3 separate regions of the Sus scrofa genome follow, and regions 1 and 3 are each linked to region 2. A link is a contact called in public Hi-C and promoter capture Hi-C data. All regions are on one chromosome and are shown on one strand. Each heading gives the region's core, a stretch centred on a gene start, on an enhancer-like site or on the middle of the called end of the contact. The rest is flanking DNA. Distances are from core to core; before and after follow the strand shown. Region 1 overlaps SLC35A5 (probable UDP-sugar transporter protein SLC35A5). Region 2 holds the start of GTPBP8 (GTP-binding protein 8). Region 3 holds the start of SLC35A5 (probable UDP-sugar transporter protein SLC35A5).

The links. Promoter capture Hi-C pulls out the DNA fragments that hold promoters and counts their contacts. Hi-C and Micro-C count contacts between places; a contact is called where the count stands out from the background.
Region 1: a contact with region 2 is called in a Hi-C map of skeletal muscle, with 3 times the contacts expected there. The contact joins the enhancer-like site here to the promoter of GTPBP8 in region 2. A contact is called at or near these places in 4 of 47 Hi-C or Micro-C datasets (fetal liver, heart right ventricle, retroperitoneal adipose tissue and 1 more) and 2 of 2 datasets of contacts at active chromatin or transcription factors (alveolar macrophages and skeletal muscle).
Region 3: a contact with region 2 is called in a promoter capture Hi-C map of liver, with 11 times the contacts expected there. The contact joins the promoter of SLC35A5 here to the promoter of GTPBP8 in region 2. A contact is called at or near these places in 4 of 5 promoter capture datasets (fetal liver, fetal skeletal muscle and liver), 5 of 47 Hi-C or Micro-C datasets (blood, heart right ventricle, liver and 1 more) and 2 of 2 datasets of contacts at active chromatin or transcription factors (alveolar macrophages and skeletal muscle).

What each region holds. Positions count from the first base shown.
Region 1 is chr13:147,254,243-147,256,942 of Sscrofa11.1, forward strand. It overlaps SLC35A5 (probable UDP-sugar transporter protein SLC35A5), which reads right to left. Exons shown (of 7, transcript XM_013982457.2): 7 at 1-2,700. Among named protein-coding and RNA genes, the nearest start is that of ATG3, 24 kb to the right of the region's middle. Within about 2 kb of position 1,354, at least 17 of the 83 cell types and tissues checked have an H3K27ac peak or open chromatin away from gene starts, as enhancers often do. A contact at or near this core is called in fetal liver, retroperitoneal adipose tissue and skeletal muscle, where this site is marked.
Region 2 is chr13:146,931,544-146,934,243 of Sscrofa11.1, forward strand. GTPBP8 (GTP-binding protein 8) reads right to left here and starts at 1,321. Exons shown (of 6, transcript XM_013982454.2): 1 at 454-1,321. The coding sequence starts at 789.
Region 3 is chr13:147,278,051-147,280,750 of Sscrofa11.1, forward strand. It overlaps SLC35A5 (probable UDP-sugar transporter protein SLC35A5), which reads right to left and starts at 1,336. Exons shown (of 7, transcript XM_013982457.2): 1 at 1,043-1,336; 2 at 97-246. The coding sequence starts at 226. ATG3 (ubiquitin-like-conjugating enzyme ATG3) reads left to right here and starts at 1,060. Exons shown (of 12, transcript XM_003132682.6): 1 at 1,060-1,849. The coding sequence starts at 1,778.

The DNA of each region.
Region 1 (2,700 bases), core at 104-2,603, 320 kb after region 2:
CAATAATAAATTCAATAAAAATATGCAAATGACAACAGAAAGAGTACAGATCTCATTTTCTAACCAAGTGTATAAAAACTAGAAATTAACAAAAGTATGAGTAAAATCCTTAATGACACTACCCTTGACTCAAAACAGATTTAGAAAATAATGATAATGCTGTATTTTAAAGTCTTTCTGACTAGCCTAAAGTCTACTTACTCCAAGAAATTCTTCTACTAGCTATAAACATGCTCTTCAACAAGCAAGAAAATAAATGCATTTGAAGTAGATCAGATGGAAAAAAGATCAAAACAAACTTTAGAAAAGCAGAACACAATAAACTTCAATAAAGTAAAAATTAATTAGAAAATGCTCATTAACCTATTTAAAAAAATAGAGACACTATTCATACACAAAGTTAAAAATGAGAAAGAAAACACGACTCTGGCAAAAGAGGAAATTAAAAGAATTAAGAGAATGATTCATAAATTCCTAAGCAAATATGTTTGAAAATCTGGATGGTTAATTTTTTGGCATCTGTGTTTTAAATGATCAAGAGTGAACCAAGAAGAGGATGAAGAAGAACCAGAGAATGTTGTAGAAAAAAAAGTGCTTCTCAAAAAAGTACCACGCCTAGGCAATTTTATTGGTGAGTTCTTTCAAAGCTTCAGGGAACACACAAAGCTGACGTTTTAAAAAATCTTTCCAGGGCGTCTCGGCCAATGGGAGTTGGCAGCTTGAGCCACACCACATCCGTGCGGGATTGTTAGGGACATGGGGTGATAAATCCCAGCAGGATTAAATGCATCATCAGCATTGTCAGCAGGTTTCAGTTATCTGGGCAGAGACAGGATGGCGCTTGAAGCAAGTAAAATCGCAAGTGAGGACAGTTCTGCAGGACTGTTAGGGAGTTTATTGTGATTCTATTTGAGCGACATTATCACCTCACTAAACTCCTATCTGAATTGAAAATTGACTGGTTTAATAGCTTGATATTTTAATTGTAAATTTGGTTTTCATATAAAAATTGTAAGCAAGGAGTTTATTCTCCATGTTTGTATCCATTTAAATAATAGTAAGGAAGAAAAAAGGTCTACACTGAGATCTGTGAGAGGTTTTTTGTTTCTGTTAAAGGAAGGATACCTATTACTTGATTTCTGAAAGTCTGCTCTAGGCTTCAGAGAAGGAAAACAACTCTCCTTTGCATTTGACTTTCTCTGCCTCTTATCCACACTAGAATGCTAAGAATTCTCAGGAAAAACCAGGACTTAGGTAAAAGGAGAAGTTGCCAAGGAGGCCCTGGGCTGTTCCGGTCAAGGCCGGGCCTGTACCAGGGCAAAAGTAGTCCCTGCAGCTCCACAGAACCTAATCCAGCACACAAGCAAACAGGGCTTCCACATGGTGGTTTAGAGGCAAAAAGCCTTAGAGTTGTAAACAAAGTAACTCTGCCCCAGAGCCTCCTCTGCACTCCAACTTGAAAACCTACCGCAGCAGGACAGTGCCGGCCGAGGATTTGAGATCCTGGGTCTCAGCCACATCCTGCTTCCCCCCAGGATCAGGCATACTGCTGGACAGAAGCCTGGTCCTTTGACCAGTGACGGAGCTGGAGTCAGGTCACTGCAGGCCACACCTGCGGTCCAACCAAAGGCTATTCAGAAACTATGACAGGAGCAAATTCAGTGCATTAGTGGTAGGTCATAACTGCTTAGAAGAGACTCTAAAATTAGGAAGGGACTTCAATCACTTAGACCAACTTCTGTACTAGTGATGGACTCTCTTCTAAAACATCCTGCTGATAAAATCTCCCCTTGAACACTTGAGTGATGGAGAATTTACTACTATTCTCTCCTACTCTTTAGAAAGGCCTTCTCGTCTGTTGGGAAGCATCATTTGTTAGGAGCGTTACCCTATAACTTGTAGTGTAGTTTGGTTCTTTAGGACAGGAAAGAAGTCTACTTCTCTTTCCACATGACAAATCATTCCTCTCCCCAGGTCAAATGCTTGATCCAAGATGACAGGATATAGTTTCTAGAACTCTCAGCTTCCAATTCCTCTCCTATTAAAACACTGGCACCCACAAAAGCCCAGGCTTTCCTTAGTATCCACAGGGGATTGATTTTAGGACCTACTGCAGTAGCCGGCCCTCTGTGCCTGTAGTTCCATATTCCAGGATTGAACTAACTGATGATCGTGTTGTACTGTATGTATTTATTGAAAAAAAAATCTGTATTTAAATGGACATGTGCAGTTCAAACCTGTGTTGAGAGGTCAAATGTACTGCAGTGCATCTGTATCAGAACTTTACATTTTAGTTCCAGCTCCTTCTCTCTCTCTAAATAATTTGTAAGTTAACATGAGTAAACATCACTCTGGGCAAAAAATGCTTTCCTGAAAAGGAGGGTGGAAAAAGTAACTGTAAATGAGAAAATCAATCTCCACGAACTAGTAGCATCTGCTATTGAATATATTCTGTAGGCCATAATTTTACAAGTAATATTGTTGCAGTTTTATCTGTTGCATAAGATAAATATGTTTTGTAGGCTGTATTTCTTAAAAGTGAGGTCTTCCTATAGCTGATTATATTTACCTTTAAAATGAACTGCCACAAGAAAATAATCTTCCTGTTTCACATAACTCTGGTGGAATGCCTATGACAAAGTAAGCAATTTTGCTATCCTCAGAAGTCAAGATCTACTAAAAGAGAAAGTTTTTAAAAAG
Region 2 (2,700 bases), core at 71-2,570:
TTTTTGAATGCCTTTTATTTATTTTTTGACCTTTTCCAGGGCCGCACTCGCGGCATATGTATGTTCCCAGGCTAGGAGTCTAATCAGAGCTAAAGCCGCTGGCCTACGCCAGAGCCACAGCAATGGGGGATGCGAGCCACCTCTGCGACCTACACCACAGATCATAGCAACGCCAGATCCTTAACCCACTGAGCGAGGTCAGGGATCGAACCCATGACCTCAGGGTTCCTAGTGGGATTCGTTAACCATTGAGCCATGATGGGAACTCCTGAATGCCTTTTAAAGTCTTCTATATTCCCTGTCAAAGTAATTAAAACTATATTTGCTTATTTAGTTATAATAATGATATGCATCTAAACAAAGCTAGAGAATCTCTTATTTGGTGACAAGACAGGGAGTGACAGCAAAATTTCTGCCGAAACTCCAGGACCTGCGGGGGCTCCCCCCGCTCACCTCAGGGCAGCGGAGGTCCGGGGCGTGGTCGAGACGCACAGCGGAGCTGACGTAATCGATGCGGTTCCGGGCGGATGCCGTGAAGATGCTCTCAGCCCTCGCGATGTCGTCCAGAGTTGGGTCGAAGATCTTCAGGTGAAGGTCTGGGTTCGAGCCCGGGACGAGAAACCGTTGGAGTTCTTGCAGCGGGAACACGAGCTTCGTGCGTTGATTGCTTGGCAGCCGTAGAACCTCTGCAAAGGCCAGGGACGCGCTGTAAGCTCGTCTTCCTCGCCCCAGCATAGTCCCTATAGTAAACAGCCGGCCCACCCCAGGCCACAACCGGCGTGTTGCCATTTTCCTTTCTCAGAAGCCCCGCCCCTGCCTCTTTCGCAGAATGTAGGATGCGCATGCGTAACTCGGCTCCCGCTACGCTTTCTGGGAATTGTAGTCTCCGCTCTTCGAGTACTGGGAGTGGGAGGCAGAAGTTGCCCAGCAGAGGGAAACTCGGTGGCTTCCTTTCACACTCTAACGCTGACAGCTGTGCCTTTGCCCTGTATGCCGCTGTGGGAAGGCTGTTCAACGGTTTTTAGAGGTGAAAAAGCTTATTTGGCTGTGTGACCCTTGAGGCTCAAGTGAAGAAGAAAACGTGTGAAGTTCTGGTGGATTTTAGGCGGGTTTACTCTTCAGTTTCTGGTTGTCTCACAGATCGTTGACGTTGATGTACAAATCACAAGAAAACAGTTTCGTAAAAATGAGAAAAGAGATGGTGAGAAATGTAGTTGAAAAAGCATCTTGTTATATTTCATTTCAACCATCTCTGTAGCTGCAGGAAATGTCATTAAGTTTTAGAGATTTCTTACAGAATAAAAGCAAAAACAGTTTGCACAGGTGTTCCAGAGTTCTTTCATTGAAATTACGTAATGGCATCTTATTTCAAAAGTTTCTTCCCAAAACAATTCAAATTGATCAGTGCCAGAGTGGGGAATACAGGGATCATGATAAAATAAATATCTGAAAGATATTCTTGCTTAAAGACAATGGGTTTTCTACAACCTTAGTAGCAAACAGCATAGCATTATGAACTCAGGGTCTCTTGAGCGATTCCCCAGGTTTTTCAGTGACTCTTCAGGGAAATTCTTGAAGTAATGTCACACAAAAGTTAGTGAACAGAACTCAAGGACTTTGAGAGTAGCCTGACCTACTGCTTGCTGGCTAATTTTTAAAACTGATCTTTGCATTAGGCTTTGAGGCTTTCCTCCAACCCCTAATCTCATTCTTCCTTAAGAGAACACTTTGTTGTAAATGTCCAGACATTTTGGATATGTATAACTATGAATGCATTTAGTTCAAAGGACTGTTCTATATAGCCTTTAAAAAATTTTTAACAGGAGTTCCCGTCGTGGCGCAGTGGTTAACGAATCCAACTAGGAACCATGAGGTTGCGGGTTCGCTCCCTGCCCTTGCTCAGTGGGTTAACGATTCGGCGTTGCCGTGGGCTGTGGTGTAGGTTGCAGACGCGGCTCGGATCCTTCGTTGCTGTGGCTCTGGCGTAGGCAGGGGGCTACAGCTCTGATTCGACCCCTAGCCTGGGAACCTCCATATGCCGTGGGAGTGGCCCAAGAAATAGCAGAAAGACAAAAAAAAAAAAAAAAGAAAAAAAATTTTAACAATATTCTTGTAAATATTTATACATCTGTACATACCGACCTACATGATTGTTTTTAATGGAGGCATATTATTTCATATATTCCTCCAGTGTCTTATTGATCACTAATTAGGTTTTGTTATTACAAACAGTGCTACAATGAGCACTTATGAATAGATATCTTTGCACACTTGTGGAAGTCTGATAAATTCCAAGGAGAGGACTTGACAGGTACATAAGGTATGTGTGCTTCTATTTTTCATATTTCTGTAGAAAAATTATCATTAAAGAAAATACAACAAATTACTCCTATTAATGAAGTATTACAGCACTAAAACAGGCATTATAAAAGTAGAGTATTAAGTATAATCTTGCCATCATAGATGAAAAAAATTTTTTAATTATTTTGTTTTAATTCATACTCTCCAGATTATTAAAGTGGATAAACATTTTGACATTTTATTTGGCCATTTGTATTTATTTTTTGTAAGCATCATGTTTTTTATTAGGTTATAATCACTTTTGAAAATTGACCTGTAGTAACCAGTTATTTAGAACATTGACCTCTTATCTGTCATGTTTTTAAAATATTTATCCCAACTTGTTAACTTTTGACTTTA
Region 3 (2,700 bases), core at 86-2,585, 350 kb after region 2:
TATAATCCCCATTTTACACACAAGGAAACCAAAGACAAGAAAGACAATGGGTGATTAAATGGCAGAGTTCCATACATAATCCAAGTCTTAACTTACCTTCATTGGCTGAATATTTTACAAGTAGGATGCGACTTGAGCTTAAAGCAATGAATACCACCCCTAGCAGGAATGCATACATTGTTGACCAGGAGCATAACACTGGAAGACCACAACATGTGCTTTCCATTTCACTGTTTTTTCAACTGCCTTAAAGAGAAGGACATGTTCATGAACAACCCTGACAGCCGATTAAGTATAATGTACATACCACTGACTTGTGAAGAACAGAAAAGGAATTTTTTAGATGTCTATATCAAAATCAAAAAAGTTGAGAACTACAAGAAAAACTATGGTGAAAGGAAATGAAACAGTCAAAATTTGATAGGAAGGGGAACTCTAGACACAGAAAAGGCAAGGGCTAGATTAGAAGTGCTGACAAAAGGACAGTTTGGGACTGCAGAATTTTGCAGAGAAACAATTCTTTTAACTTTCACTCTTATGAGCAACTGTGGTCTAAAAGATAATTTCAGATTTGTATTTTTCTCCTTAGTAGCAGCTTTTCCATAGGAGGAAAAAAAAGAACTTGCAGTGAAAGATTCGTTAAATAATGACCAAAATGGAAATATCTGAAACACTGCTGTTACTTTAATTTCCAACTAGTGTTGGAAGCAGAGGGGAACTTAGAAATCAATGACTCCAAGGCCCTTTTTTGAGATGTTGAAGACACTAGACTCTACACTGAGTAGTTACCCTGCCCAAAGCATGCCAGTTTAATGGAGCGCAGAGCCGGTGGTATTGGTGAGAGATGGGCTGGAAGTACCAACACCCACAGCCTAGTGGGCCCAAGTGTACCAAAGCCAAAAAGACACCCCTCCCCACCCGAAGGGCAGGTTTCCCTCCACGATTTAGGAACGCCTTCTGTCACCCGTGCGCCCTCCCCTCAAACGCACGCGCATTCTTTTGCCTCTGCCCCCACCCCGCCCCGGGGTGGGGGCGCTGTTACCTTGGTCCCTTCGAAGAGCTTCCTGCGGAAGAGCATGCATCCTAGAGCTAAAGCAGTAACTGTCTGGCTCCGCAACAGCAGCAGCTTTTAGGGCACATAGGCAGGGAAGCTATGGGTGGAAAAGAAAGGCGAATAAGCCTCTGCACCCAACCCTCCTATTCTGGAACAGAAAGCACAATAACTACCCGACGCTAGAAAGAGCGGACCTGGCGCCCATTGCGCAGGCGCGCTCAGTGTTACGCTTCCGGAGGGAGGGGAAAAGCGACCCGATCCCGCCCCAAGCGCGGCCTTTCTCGCGTCACGTGTCGGGAGAGTCCTCTGTCACGTGAGGTCCAGGTGGCGGCGGAGCTACGGCGAGAGAGTGAGAGGAGGAAGGAGAAGCCGGAAGGGGTGCGAGTGAAGCTAGGCGGAGAAGACAGCCCCTGAGAAGGCGAGGGTGCGCGTGCGCCCGCTTTTCCCCCTAAGTCGGCCCCACCGCTCTCCCTTGCGGCCTGGTGACAGCTGGGCCCGGCCCACCGCGCGCTGCCTGGGGCGCGAGGAGCGCGCTCCCCGCTCTCTCTCGCCCCGCCGGCCGCCCCTCCCCCTCGTCCCGTCCGTCCCGTCGCGTCTCGTCGCGTCTCGTCGCCTCGGGTGTCGAGGCCAGTCGTCGGCGGCGGGGACGTTTTCTGACTCCCGATCCCTGTCCGGCTGTCCTTTCCACTCTGTCTCGGGGCCGGCCGCTCCTCCGGCCCCAGGATGCAGAATGTGATTAACACGGTAAAGGGAAAGGCACTGGAAGTAGCTGAGTACCTGACCCCGGTCCTCAAGGTAAGTGGGCTTGTCAGGGACTGTCACCCACACGCTTGGCTTTGCAGGGATCTAGGGCCGGGCGCCTGGAGAGTCACCTGGTTCTCCGGTGGCAAAAAGTGTGGGAAGGCGGTAGGAATGGTACACGGGAAAAGGTGCAGCCCCTACCTGCGGTCTTACCTAGCTGTTCCCTAGGTGTTTCCTCTGGCTCTTGGGTAATTTGGACCGACTCTGCATACTTCTGTCTCCCACCCGTCAGCACTCAGCTCCTCTTGGTACAATCAGGTTGGATGGTGGTCCGTAGATAAGTGATTTTTGAGGACGTTAAATCCTAACGTCGGAAGTCTTTTGAACTACTGAAATGAAGATTTTGCTTATCTTAAAAAATGAAATCAGTTTGGTATTAAAATGAGATGTCACCTTTTTCTTTCAAAGTTCATAGTAAGTCTCTTTTAATTAGGGGTTTGAAATAGTAAGTTGTGACTAAGGTCCCAAATTACTAGATTTCAGAAAAAGAAGGTGAAATTTGCAACATTATTTCTTTCAGTACCATTTAACCCAGCTAACAGACAACACCCCCCTTTCCAAGTTTTTAAAATAACTGAAACTAGTTATTCATCTTGGACGTCAATGATAATAAGGAGTAGGCTGACCCTTCTAGATACTTGGTTTATTTACATTTTTAAAGATATTTTAAAGTAAAAGTTGTAACATTAGTTATTAGAAGAATGACTGGTTTTACTTTCAAAGATGCATTTCTAGAAGTGCATTCAAGTTTTTCTTTTAAAACTCTTAAAAATGTTTTAGGAGTTCCTATCGTGGCGCAGCGGAAACAAATCCGACTAGGAACCATGAGGTTGCAGGTTCTATCC